2 separate regions of the Mus musculus genome follow, and region 2 is linked to region 1. The links are chromatin contacts, called in public HiChIP or PLAC-seq maps. All regions are on one chromosome and are shown on one strand. The core of a region is the stretch at or near the end of the contact, and the rest is flanking DNA. Distances in the headings are between cores, read along the strand shown.

The links. HiChIP or PLAC-seq counts read pairs in DNA pulled down with a chosen protein or histone mark.
Region 2: a contact with region 1 is called in an H3K27ac HiChIP or PLAC-seq map of heart atrium, with 5 times the contacts expected there. The contact joins two enhancer-like sites. A contact is called at or near these places in 8 of 39 promoter capture datasets (3T3-L1-derived adipocytes, HPC-7-derived erythroid cells, embryonic stem cells and 4 more), 5 of 484 Hi-C or Micro-C datasets (LSK cells, cortical neurons, double positive thymocytes and 2 more) and 1 of 115 datasets of contacts at active chromatin or transcription factors (heart atrium).

What each region holds. Positions count from the first base shown.
Region 1 is chr8:111,445,785-111,452,754 of GRCm38.p6, forward strand. Wdr59 (WD repeat domain 59) reads right to left here. Exons shown (of 26, transcript NM_001170742.1): 26 at 3,000-5,295. The coding sequence ends at 5,060. Among named protein-coding and RNA genes, the nearest start is that of Gm24793, 31 kb to the left of the region's middle. Within about 2 kb of position 4,072, at least 80 of the 459 cell types and tissues checked have an H3K27ac peak or open chromatin away from gene starts, as enhancers often do. A contact at or near this core is called in heart atrium, where this site is marked.
Region 2 is chr8:111,831,235-111,838,204 of GRCm38.p6, forward strand. The region is part of intron 4 of Cfdp1 (craniofacial development protein 1); the gene reads right to left. Among named protein-coding and RNA genes, the nearest start is that of Cfdp1, 20 kb to the right of the region's middle. Within about 2 kb of position 3,052, at least 23 of the 459 cell types and tissues checked have an H3K27ac peak or open chromatin away from gene starts, as enhancers often do. A contact at or near this core is called in heart atrium, where this site is marked.

The sequences.
Region 1 (6,970 bases), core at 2,822-5,321:
CAGTGATGTCCTTCTCCCTGTCCTTGGCTAAGCCCTTCACGTGCTCGCCTACTCTTTCCCACTGAAAACACTCATCCTTCAAAGCAGTTCAGCCATACTGACACACACACACACACGCACACGCACACACACATACGCGCGCGCGCGCACGCGCACACGCACATACACAGCCCTGGATGCCCTTGTAAATGTAACTTTTATTCTCTTGAAGTAATTGTCACCTCTGAGGTTCACTGCCTCCACCGTCTGCTAACCTAGGCCCAGTCCTGAAAGCTTCTAGCCTCCGTACAATCTAATCAAAGCCTAGAATGTTTTCAGCTGCCGAGGCTGGCTGCTGAATAAGTTCACCCCTTCCTAGTTCTCTCTGAGCTCTGGTTGGCTGGTTCAACTCAGCTGATCTGGCTCAAACACCTCTCCAAGGTGATGAATTCAGTCTGGCTTCTCTCTGGGCCTCTCCTGAATTGCTCTCTGCTTGGCCTCAGACTAACTTTGGCAGTATGTTCTAATCTGGCTCCTTCTCCTTCTCTGGCTCGCTCTGTCTTCACCTGTGTCTAGCTTGTTCTTTACAACCTGTCTCTGTTCAACTGTCCCAGTAAATATGCCCCCCCCCTCTCTCTCTGCACTGCCCCTCAAATAGCTTCCCTTTCCCCTCTTCCTGTGAAAGTTAGGCAGATCCTATTTGTCACATCTTTCTCTGATTGGTCACTTTGTCTGCCACTCAATTAGACATCACTTTCAAGCATGGCTGCTTCCTCCTACAAACCAACTTTATCTTCATTGTTTGAGATTAAAGGTGTGTGCTAAGGGCTGAGCCACACCACAACCAGGAACAGGGTTTGTCAGTAAAAGGCTCAGAGTGCACAGTGTGATCAAATATCCTGAAACATTCCATGTCCTCAACTCTGTTATTCCTTTTTTTCCCCCACAGATGCCAGAGCACAGGTAGAGACATAACCACATTTCCTCCTAAATCCACCTCTGTCACAGTGCTCACCTCACATTAAACACATGCTAAATAAACTAGGCCTTCTGAGATTTCAAAAGGAAACAACTTAATAATGTGTCAACACAGACTTGCCAGTACATGGACTACCAACAGAATAGGTTCGCTTCTGATTCTTACAAGAACGCTAGAGTCTGAGCACGAGGCAAACAATGTTTTATCCTTTGAGTGTGTGTAACACCTGCTGCTGCTGGCTCTGAAGATGGAATGAGAGGAGTGAGCACCAAGTAGTGGGCCTGTGATCTAGAACCCTATTTCCTAAACTTCTGTTCCATGGCTAACAGAACTAATTCAAAATTTATTCTGTTGCTTGGATGATTTTCCTAAGCCCTCACCTATGGGTGTCCACACCACATCCATTTTTCTGGCAGAATGAAAGGCTGTTGTCTCCTTAGCTCCTGCTGCATTAAATCCCCAAAACAAAACAAAAACCCTAGATCCCTCCCCTCGATTCTACTAGCCCTTCAAAGCAGCACTGGGAAGGGCTGCCATGCCCACTGTGGATCAGCAAATGCAGATTGTATGCATCTATAGAGTAGAAAAACTTATTAAAATTAAGCATAATGGACTCTCCATAGTGTCCATGAGGAAAGTGTTAAGTCCTGTGGTCTGAGCAGCTTGAGGTGGGAGGACAAATGCAAGCTGGTGGTCACCTAGAACGCATGGCCCATTCTGCTTGGCAGGGGGCTAAAGAGCCCCTGGTACCCTGGACAGCTAGCACTGCTTTCCCATGGCAAAAAGTTTTTGTTTGTTTGGTTGGATTTGGTTTTTCAGGATAGGTTTCTTCTTTGTGTAAGAACAGCCCTGGCTGTCCTGGAACTCGCTTTGTAGACCAGGCTGGCCTCAAACTCAGAGATCCTCCTGCCTCTGCCTCCCAAATGCGGATTAGAGGCGTGTGCCACCATGCCCATGCCTAGTGTTCTCCCTGGCAAATTCAAAGGTGTTTAGGACACAGGTTATAATATTTTAAAGAGCAAATAAAGCCCAGGTGTGGTGGAATCCCAGCACTCTGGCAGTCAGAGGTCTCAAGTTCAAGGTCAGCTGGGAAACACAACGGTGCCCTACCTCAGACGAGCACAGTAAACCAAACCAAGAGGACTTAGCTATGGTAGAGAGGCTGCTGACCCCACCAGCATCCAGACCACTGTGTTTCCAAACAGGGATATTTCTCACAAATACTAAGTTTTTGTCCTGGTAACTTGGAAATGCAAACAGAACTGACCTATTGAGAGATGTTACATAGTGTCTTGTTTTTATTTTATGCATAAAGAGTGTTTTGCCAGCATGTCTACATAGCATGTGCATGTCTGGTGCTGACAGAGGCCAGAGAAAGGCATCTGATCCCCGGAATGGGAGTTACAAACGTCTGTGGCCTGGCTTATGGTTACTGGGACTTGCATCTGGAAGAGCGGCCAGTGCTCTTAATCACTGAACCATCTCTCCAGCCCCCTATGAAACATGTTAAACTTGAAATGACTTCATAGTCACTAAGAAGGTTTTTTTGTTTTGGAAGACAATGTTCTTACAGAAATAATCCACACAAGAAAACTATGTCATTCTAAACAGGGACAGGGCTTCCATTAGCTTCACGGTGGGGTAGAGGAAGAGACCGCTCTCTGTAAATGGTGTGAACTCACAGAGGACCCAACAGATCTGTGTCTGTGCACATCAGTCCGCCTGTTGTGGGACCAGCATCACGGCAGTGTCGACACAAACGAGGCTGGAGGAGTACAGTGTAATACACTCAGATACCTGCGGCCCTTCCTCCCCCATCCCAGCACACCGGACTACACGTGCTGCTGAGGCACTGGTACCAAACCTGGCACATAGTTCAAGATCAAGCTTATGCCACGGAGTCTCATGACCAATTAGTAATACAGGGGAGAGGTGAGGCCCACCTGCCACCATGAGATATAAGTACGTGTGTGTGTGTGTGTGTGTGTGTGTGTGTGTGTGTGCGCACGCACTAGTAAACAAAGGACATCAGACTGTGTTAGTACACGATTGTCTCTCACCCACATTATTTTACTTTCTTTATATGACAGTTTGGGGGCTGGAGACAAAACAGTTCTGACTTTGCAATCATGAAGATCCAAGTTAGGATCCCTGAACACACATGACACAAGGTGTCCTGAAAAGACTGATAATCCTAGCACCAAGGAACCAGATGGCCTCTTCTGTCCCACACAACATACACTTGAAGACACAGAGATTTACACACACAAAGTAATCCTTGAAAATAGAAAGTGTTGGTTTTTATCTACGAGACTGATTTCCTAATCCATTCATGAGTCTTAAATCATAGTTTCAAACAAAGTGATATACAACACTTACCTATTATGGAACATGTAGTATTTTGTTTTGTTTTAGTTTGAGTGTCAGTGTGTGTGTTGCTGAGGATCAAACACATCACCTCCTGTATGCTAGCCAAGCATTTGATTACTAAGCGATCTCTCCAGATCTTCTTTATGACGTTTGCTTGTAAGTGTCTTCATATATAAGTGAGGCTGGCCATCACCTCACTGTGTAGCCCAGGATGGTCTCAAACTTGAAACCCTCTTACCTCAGCCCCGTGAGTGAAGGGACTACAAACACGTGCAACCATAATCCAATGACACAAATTACTTATGTGTCTCCGGTTAATTAGTTTGGAATCATAAAATTGTTAAATTACATTTTTTGTATGTGTGTGTGTACATTCACATATCAAAGCACACATGTGGAAGTCAGAGGACAACTCTTAGGAGTCAGTTCTTCTATGGTGGCTCATGCGAGGGAGAAAACTGAGGTTAGTAAGCTTAGTGGCAGGCACCTCTGCCCACTGAGCCTTATGACAGGCCCAAGGAATTTAAATTTCTAAGAGAGAGAGATTTCAGTATAGTGGGTCTTGTTTTTTTTTTTAAACTCTCTTCCCTGGTATAGACAAGTGAAACCCCTGAAAATCATGATGAGTTTGCAAGGGAGTTCAAGTAAAAAGTACCCCTGGAGCCCAGCCAGCCTGCCCAGAGGCAGAGAGAGACTCTGGTATCAGTGCTGAAATGCAATCTCATTTCCCCTGTGCTAGAAGAAATAATTATGAGACTCTTGCGGCTAGAGAGAACCTTAATGTCAGATTCCGTTTCCTCTGTCAGATGATCAAAGTCAAATGGCATTTCCTTTACAAGTCATGAGACTAATTCTAGTCCGGTCCAAAACAGTTCCCTTCAACCAGAAGTACAATGCAAAATGAGTCACTAAGACGGTCACTTTCCTTATTCATCCTCTCTCTCTCCCTCTCTCTCTCTCTCTCTCTCTCTCTCTCACTCACTCACTCACTCACACACACACACACACACACACACACACACACACACACACACACACAAGTACAAACTTCTATTAGTTAAAGGAAAGCAGATGAAGAGAAACAGAAAACATATACATCTTAAGTTTCTTATGGGGCTGGAATGTAACTCAGTGGTATGGCTGCTCACCAGTATGTGCAAGGCGCTGAGTTCCAGCCCTGTACCAAGAAAAAGAATGCTGAATATATGTCCATCATATATTACACTTTAGTATTGTATTTTATAAGGCCATCATCAAGGTGCCAACTTCTAAGTCACAGATACCATAGCTCACTTGTGGATGGCACTAAGAGCCAGCGTCTTCTGGCTCAGGAGTCTGTTTTGCAGCTGCTGTGTGCCTTTGTACTGGCATCTGGAGGGTCCATTCCTGGTTCAAGGACAGAATCTTGAAGGCTGATGCTAGCTCTGATGGCTCTGGAAACAGGTGCTTTTCCTCATGAAAACATCCACTGTGGACTCAACAGACAGTACAGGAGGGTCAGCTCTGTGCGTCCCCCTCCCTTCTTCCAGCACCATCCGTGCCCGGCAGCCAAGGAGAAGGGAACACACAGGATCACGAGCGGATGCTGTGACAGTCTGTGAGAGGATACTCTCCATCCTAAATCACGAGGATGGCCCTGGTTCTAGGACTTTCCACCAGCAGCAGCAGAGAGCCTTCTCCAGCACTTATGGAGTCCTCTGGGATTTCCGGAAGTGCCACTGTCCTTTAAGTTCAGAAGGTGCTCTCCAGCAGGCAGTGGCAGCCACACCCCGTGGGACATACCTCCTGGGTCCGAAACCACTCCATCATGTGGCTCGTGTGGCCACCATGCCCACAGGTCAGGCAGAAGTTGGATGAACCCCGCACGGCCACATGGCAGATGGCACACTGGAAGGTGAAGCCTTTGCAGATGGCGCACTGGGTGCCACGGACCTCGCTCCGACAGTGACTGCAGTACACACCAAACTCTGCAAATGGGTGGACAGGGGCAAAGCAAGAGGAGACATTAGTTCTAATAAAAGCAGACTGAGTCTGGCTGGGTAAGGATACCGACTCCTCTCAGGACCCTGTCAGGCTCTGGCAGATCAGTCATTTCTTCCTTCTCTCTCATCCTCATGCATTTTCTTTCTCCCTGGTCAACCACGTAACGCAAAAACGTATCTACTGGGGCTGGGGAGATGGCTCAGCAGTTAAGAGCACTGACTGCTCTTCCAGAAATCCTGAGTTCAATTCCCAGCAACCACACGGTGGCTCGCAACCATCTGTAATGGGATCCCATGCCCTCTTCTGGTGTGTCTGAAACTGCAACAGTGTACTCATATACATTAAAAAAAGAAACAACAGCCGGGCGTGGTGGCACAGCTTTAATCCCAGCACTTGGGAAGCAGAGGCAGGCAGATCTCTGAGTTCGAGGCCAGCCTGGTCTACAAAGTGAGTTCCAGGACAGCCAGGGCTATACAGAGAAACCCTGTCTCAAAAAAAAAAAACAAAAAAAAAAACAAAACAAAAAACAAAAAGAAACAACAAAAACAAAGCCTCTGTTACCTCTAACCCCTCCAGTGATTGGCTGTGGCGATTTTTATTTAACCAATAGCTTTAAATTAAGGAACAAGATTTGCACAACAAAAGCTGGTAAATGTAGCTTCATGAACTTAGTCCTTTAATTCCAGCAGAGGTAGAGGCAGAGGCAAAGGCAGGTGGATTTCTGAGTTTGAGGCTATCCTGGTCTACAAAGTGAGTTCCAGGACAGCCAGGGCTACACAGAGAAACCCTGTCTCGAAAAACCAAAAAGAAAAATAAAAAGCTGGTAAATGTGAGACTTCACTTGTCAGCCTAGACCTACTGTACAGAATTTAGCATCACAATACATTAGCAACAGATCAAACCTCAACAGCTTTCTCTAGCCTTTTGACCACTCTAGTCCACACCTGCCTCTGTTGCCCACCTGCCTCTGTTGCCCATCTGCCTCTGTTGCCCACCTGCCTCTGTTGCCCACCTGCCTCTGTTGCCCACCTGCCTCTGTTGCCCACCTGCCTCTGTTGCCCATCTGCCTCTGTTGCCCACCCGCCTCTGTTGCCCACCTGCCTCTTTAATCTACTTGCCCTTTTTGGCTGCACTTTTCTCTTTGGCCAACCTGGCGTACCTGGACTAAGTTCATGACCCTGTTTTTTGCAAATATCCTCAGCTCCATCTCCCTTCCTGGTAACGCCTGGCCAAGCTGAGACCATGAATTAGCCACAGCACCCACCCACCCACCGCACATCAGCTCTGGAGAGCAGAGGCAGCTGGAGGAACCTTATCAAACGTGTTTGACTTTAGGCTCACTGGCAGAGAAGGGCCTGGGCACGGTGTAACCCTGCTTTTCTTCCTTCCTCAAGCTACAACACTGAATCTCTGCCATAGTGTGCAAACTTCTTCCACGTGCCTTGGCTGCTGCTGCTGCTGCTGTCTCTCACCAGCTATCCTCTCTTCTCATTTCCCAAAAAAAAAAAAAAAAAAAAAAAATGGAAGCCCTTAAATGGGGATTGTGAGACACCTTCATCTCTACCAGCATTTTGCAAATTTCCAGAGGCTGATGGCTCCTCCCTCCTTTCTGACAGGAGGAACAACTGGACCTGGAGTAATGGCTCAGCAGTGAGGAAC
Region 2 (6,970 bases), core at 1,802-4,301, 380 kb after region 1:
AAAAATTATAGCAAATGAAATAAATGAAAACTAGGAACATACCACTGAGTTTTCAATAAATTCTGGCCACTGAGTCTTATGATTAAAGTTCACTCTAACAGTTCTATAAATAGGCATTTTCCCAGACTGATACTAACAAACAAAACAACAAATGTAGTTCAATGTTCACCTTCAAATCTCCCATTCCACCTGCCAGCATGAAGACTCCCTCCACACACACCCCACCCCCGTCTCAGGTCACTTGGTTACTAACACGGATCTACAGAGACCCTGCCTGCACTCTCTGCCTGCACTCTTCCTCACTACCCAGATCAGCACTGACTCAGACGGCCAATGAACAGTGAGGTGGAGATGGGACACAGGGACAAAAGCACTGCCATCGTTTCATGAAGAAAGGCAAACAAATGGAAATACCCCACGGAAGCTCCTTCCTGCCCTGCACCTAAAACACCAAGACAAAAAACGCACTTTCTTTAAACTGGGCAAAGTAGAACTGCCTAGGGAGTGTCAGAATGTGAAACAATCCTACCTCAATTCAAACTGAAAGCACTGCATCCCACAAAAAGTTCAAAAGAAAGAAAGAAACAAACAAACAAACTTAAGGTGCCCCATATTCCAGGTAAAGAGGAGAAATATGTGATGCCTGTTTTGACATGCCAGAGCAACAAAAACATTTGAGGAATTTTCCTTAAATTCCAATCTACCAGTAGGCAGATCCAAAACTACAGTTAATGTATTATAAATATGCAACCAAAGATTAGCCAAAAATGATAGAATAAATCCTATAAAATCCATCTGTGAGAGTATACCAGTCTCTACCACCTTCAAGGATACATTTCCTAACAAAGGCTACCTCTCTGCTGTACTTAATACTGTGTGTTCTGTAAGTGGCACAAAGTTAAGTGTGGAGCCAAGCTGAGACAAACCAAAGTCCAGCTACAGCGGAGACACACCAGCAACAGTGGAGACATACCAGCAACAGCCCAATGCTTACCTACAGCTGCTTATAGCTGATACTGGGAAGGTTTGCCTACAGCACTGTCATCCTGACAAGAAGCTCATTTACATCCCTAAGGATTAAAACTGAAATCTAAGCAGTTACTCGACTTATTCAACTCTCCGGAGTCTACACAGCAACGCTAGTGAAAATTCTGCCAACAGATTGTGTTTATTTTCCAAACAGGCTGTCACACATTTCCTGTCCCATGTGCTCCTCCAGAGCATCAAGCAAATTCCTTCAAACTGGATGGGGTTTTATGACTGTCACCTAAGAGAGTTCTGTGCAAGTGGCTGTAAAGTGACTCTGTACTCCAGGCCTGCAGCCTTTCTTCCCTGAGAATGTATCTTTAGAACTCCATCCACTAGACAGCACAGATCGCATGGAAAGGCACAGACCTGGAATTCTGAGGAACCACTCCTAGCATAAAGGTATCTGAGTTCTTAAGCATCAGGACAAGAAGGAAGTGCTGTTTAAGATGGTCCCAACACTGGCTAAAGGGAACAAGAGAGGCTGAGCAACTGCCTAGCTGGACCTAGAGGCCTCTGGAACCGTGAGAAACTGCAATAGAGCAGCTAGCTGCTTCATGCAAGCTAGTAAATTTTAGGGTCATCTGTTATTCTGCTAAATCAATACCCAAAGTAAACCTGCATCAAAATCTTTGGGATTAATGCTGAACTCAAATACCAGACTCAGGATAGATCCTTTGGGCGTCCTTGTCTTGTAGAGAAGACTAGAGAGATTAATGAAGAACTAACACAGTTTTACCGTCTCCTTCCTGCAAAAGTCCTACTAACAGTGACAAATAAATTCGGCCAACTCCACAACAGTAATAAGTAGAGGAACAACAGAGAAAGACGTCCATATAACTTTGAGAAGGCAACACACCAGCTGGGCATGGTAGTACATGCCTGCGACATCTTCACACAAGGACAGTGAGCAGCAGTGCAGGAGGTCAAGGCCATCCTCAGGCAAATGAGATTCTGACTCAAAAAAAAGAGCAGCAAGTCTGGAAGTACTAACCGGCTTCCTCTGATCTCTGGAGCTTGTAGCCATGTGGAATGGATGACAACAAGAAAGCTGATTTGTTTTACAGAACCCTAGAAAGGCTAATTAAATTTAATGATCAAAGGTGGAAGAGAGGAGGCAGGCAGCCACAACCAGCTCAAAGTCTGCATTAGGAACAACAAAGCCTTTCTTACATCAAAACATGGGCCGTGTCCCACCACTGCTGATCCTGAGGGATCCAGTACATTCAGAGAAAATGAGTTCCAAAGGAGGACAGGCATGATGAATAAAGCCCCATCCTGAAACTAAAGGAATTAAGTGCAAAACCACCTTTACAGGCTGTATATGCCAGAGGGCTGAGGGACAAGGCCAAGTGCTAACCAACCCATAGTGTTCATAGTACTACCAAGGAATAGACACTTGACTGCCTGCTACTGAGGAACAGCTGTTGCCCAACTATAGTACAGCCTAGTCTAAATTCAAATAATACACACTTCAGGAAAAGGGAAAAATATAACAATAAAAAGCCTAGAATTGAAGGATGAGCTTCAGCAGAGAGCCACACAATACCTGACTGACACAGCAAATTTCAAAGGGTCACTATCACAGCTGAACTTTAAGAATGCCAGGATATGAACAACAAGTGGCCCAAGTAACAAAGGGAAGAAAGCAGCAAGCATGAACTTAGGTTTGCCTTTGTTACTCTTGTTTTATAGCAGGGCTGACAAGACTCAAGACTGATAGACGCGTAGGTAAACAAGTTCTGGAAAGCACTCCAGATGCAACGGGACACATGAAGAAACACGATATGGCTTCTGCCACTAGAAACTCAGAGTCCAGAAACACAGCAACAACAAAAGCAACACGACAATCCATGACACACACCAATTGGGAATGCCGTTCTTAATCTCCCTGCCAGTGTCTACAGCACCAACCGGGAAACACTGTGTAGCCTGAGGTACTTCTTAAGGACCCTGATAGCTGACACAAAGAAACAGCAGACTGCTCTCTGCTGGTCACATCCCCAGAGCAACTCCATTCTTTCTGCTATTTTGTTTTCCAAGACAGGCTCTCAAAGAGAGCTCCAAGTTGGCCCGCTCCTGTGCTCAGCCTCCCCTGGGGCCAGAAAGTAACTTCACTTTTAGGAAGCAGTAAAGGATTTAGCTATCACAGTACTTTTAAATAAGAGAATGGTTCTTATCATCATCTCATGCATGAGAGGGACTCCTGATAGGAAAAGGCTATTATTAGCAATAATTAATCCACCTGTTTTTCTATAGAAATTCCATTTTAACTTCATTTTCACTCACTCAACTTCCTGAAAAGTCTTTATTTGGATGGAACTTCCCCATGACTGAAGTTTTCCAAAAGGTGAATCATTTAGGAAAATCTGAGCTCACAGGGTCAGCTGGCTGTGCCAGAGAAAAGGGTAAGAGTGGTCATCTTCCTCCCTTCCCCAAGGCTGAAAGAATTACATAGCTCTCGCTGAGGAAAGACAAACAAAACATGACAACAAAGTCAGAGAAACTAGACGACTAACTTCAAGCTCACATTCCCTCATTCTCACACTTAGAAACTTCTCCCATTAGCTCTCTCATACTTCTTAAAGATGCAGTGATGACAAAAAAGGAAAGAAACAAAGATGTCAAGAAATTAAAAGATATGCTCAAAGACAAACACCAAGTTTGTGCCTGGGTAGTCAAAGTTCAAATCTCCTAAGATCCTTCAAGAAAGTTCTTTATGGTATTTTAAATAATGTGCTTTTTTAAAAAAAGTCTTGCCAATAGCCTGGCAGTGGTGGCACACATCTTTACTTCTGGTGCTTGGGAGACAGAGGAAGGTGGATCTGAGTTTGAGGCCAGCCTAAAAAAATCTTGTCTCAAAAAAACCAAATGAACAAAGTCTGGCCAACACAGCAACTATTAACAGGTTTAAATATATATACTATGTATAACATATGTAACATATAATATAACGGTTGTATATAACAATTAGACATGCATGCTCCAGGTTGGCTTTGATCGGCCTGCTTCCTCTTCCCAAGGGCTCGTGTACAGGAGTGGACCGCCACCACGGGCCTTAGCAAGCTTTTCTAGTCTTCTTGTTTGTTCCTTTGTTTGTTTTTAAGATTTATTTATTTTATGTATATCAGTACACTGTAGCTGTCTTCAGACACACCAGAAAAGGGCACTGGATCCCATTACAGACGTCTGTGAGCCACTATGTGGCTGGGAATTGAAGTCAGGACCTCTGGAAGAGCAGTCAGTGCTCTTAAACGCTGAGCCATCTCTCCAGCCTGCTTTTGTATTCTTTATGGGGAAGGAGTTTGAGAAGACACTCACTTGTTCTGTTACAAATCTCAATAATATATAATGTTTTTAAATGACTATGTTTTACTAAGAACTATAAACAAGATGCATGTGTTGAGTGTGTACTTAATGAAAAGAAAGTGCTTTTATCCTGTTTTATTTGACAGATGGTGCTGCCCTCTTCTGACAAACTGTACACATGCAGGCTCCCTGAGTACTTCAATATTTACAAAAGTGGAGAGAGAGAGCACGCCTTTGATCCCAGGACTCAGGAGGCAAAGAGGCAGGTGGACCTCTGAGTGAGGTCAGCCTGATCTACAGAGTGAGTTCTAGGACAGCCAGGGCTACAGACAAACCCTGTCTCAAAAAGCAAACAAAAAAGTCAAGAGTAGTATCACATGAATGTAATCCCTACACCTGGGAAGCAACAGGCCAGACTCAGTTCAGTGTCAGCCTGGGCTACATTAGATTCTATCTCAAAAAAGAAAAATAATCAAGCCAGGCGTGGTGGTGCACACCTTTAGTCCCAGCACTCGGGAGGCAGAGGCAGGCGGATTTCTGAGTTCAAGGCCAGCCTGGTCTACAGAGTGAGTTCCAGGACAGCCAGGGCTACACAGAGAAACCCTGTCTTGAAAAATCAAAAAAAAGAAGAAGAAGAAGAAAGGAGAAGGAGAAGGAGGAGAAGGAGAAGGAGAAGGAGAAGGAGAAGGAGAAGGAGAAGGAGAAGGAGAAGGAGAAGGAGAAGGAGAAGGAGAAGGAGAAGGAGAAGGAGAAGGAGAAGGAGAAGGAGAAGGAGAAGGAGAAGGAGAAGGAGAAGAAAGAAAGAAAGAAAGAAAGAAAGAAAGAAAGAAAGAAAGAAAGAAAGAAAGAAAATCAGGGACATGTTAAATGTTAACATTTATAAACAAATTTATGAAATTCATAATTTCATGAGAAATTTACTGATTTCTCAAAGCAACAGTAATCCAGCTGATTTTGTTCTTTATTAAGACCGTCCTGTAGATCTCTACATGTGCGAAGTGATCTAAGCCAACACAGGCTTTGCGACAGTCTCACCTTGTTGTCCTAGATGGAACTTGCTCTATGGACTTGGCCGGTCCTCAACTCTGCCTCTAAATGTCTTGGCTTTTAACTTGTATTTTCTGTGGTATGTTAATACACTCTACATTTTCATATAGGCATTTAATGTGATTTGACTAAGTTTATCCCCACTTCCTCTCTTCTAGACACTCTCTTACCACCGCTCTATCATATCCACTCCCAACTTCCTTGTGTATTTATTTTTTCTTTCTTAAAACCCAGAGAGCCCACTCAGTGCTGCTAATGTAAGCCCGGGTATAGGGAACCTACTGAAACATAGGTAGTCTTTCAGGGGCCACATCCTTAAAGAAAACTGGCCCTGCCTCTCTCAGCAGCCATCAATGGCCAGCAGCTTCTTAGTTAGTTCAACTCTGTGACCCACTTCCCACACTGGGACTCTGACTGGATGGTCCTGTGCAGGTTGTGTGCATGCTGTCACAGCTGCTGCGCTTTCTCATGTGCAAATGCCCTGCCATGTCCAAAAAAGTTTTGCTTCATTCCTTTTCTTTTTCTTTTTTGGTTTATTGAGACGGTTTTTTGCATAATCCTAGCTGTCCTGAAACTCACTCTGTACCCCATGCTGGCCTCAAACTCACAAAGATCTGCCTGCCTCTGCCATCCAAATGCTAAGATTAAAGGCACACAACACAGCCTCTGGGACCCATTGCTAAACATTGATGGTCTTCTGTTAATGTTCTGTAGTTCCGTATTGGATAGCTGTAGTATGATTTTTGAAAGGCAAAATCCATTACTAATTCATATCATCAATAATTATGTGACAGATCTCAAAGTGACTAATTACCGGGAGTGCCTTACAATGGGGAGTTCTGACAGATGCTGCCCATGTTCTTCAGCTCAACACTAATGCTGGGATACTGAATAGCTAGTGCTGCCAGCGCAGTTTTGTTTAATGCAGTGGTTCTCAACCTGTGGGTCACAACCCCTGGGGGTGGAAGGTGGAGTCAACAACCCTTTCACAGGGTCACATACCAGGTATCCTGCATATCAAATATTTATGTTACAGTTCATAACAGTAGCAACATTAGTTATGAAGTAGCAATGGTTAGGGTCTCACCAACATGAGGAGCTATATTCCTAATGTCACGGCATCAGGAAGGCGGAGAACTTCTAATCTAAGGTGATTAATTGGAAACTAAACATGCCAGGCAAGCAATAATCTAAATTGATTCTCCAATACAAATGGTCTGCCCCCTGAAAACACCAAATGCATTATTTAATCTTGAACTGGGTCCTGATTGCGTGAGAACAACTAGAAAGACTATCAATGGGATAACTGGGGCCTAAAAGGCTGTAACATAATCATACATAGATCTACTCAAAATACGGCCTTCAAACTATCTGTTAAACAAAAGCCACCTGTTATTGACTTAAGACAGGAGGTACAGTAACTATGAGCATCAGGACATCAGTTGGACAGGTCACATTATTCACACTTAGCCATTATAATCACTGCATTAAAAAGGACAGTCCAACTGTCAAGGTGAATCATTTATATCAAGATTTGCCAAGATGGCTCAGTAGGTAAAGGTTGCCAAACCTGGCAAACTGAGTTGAC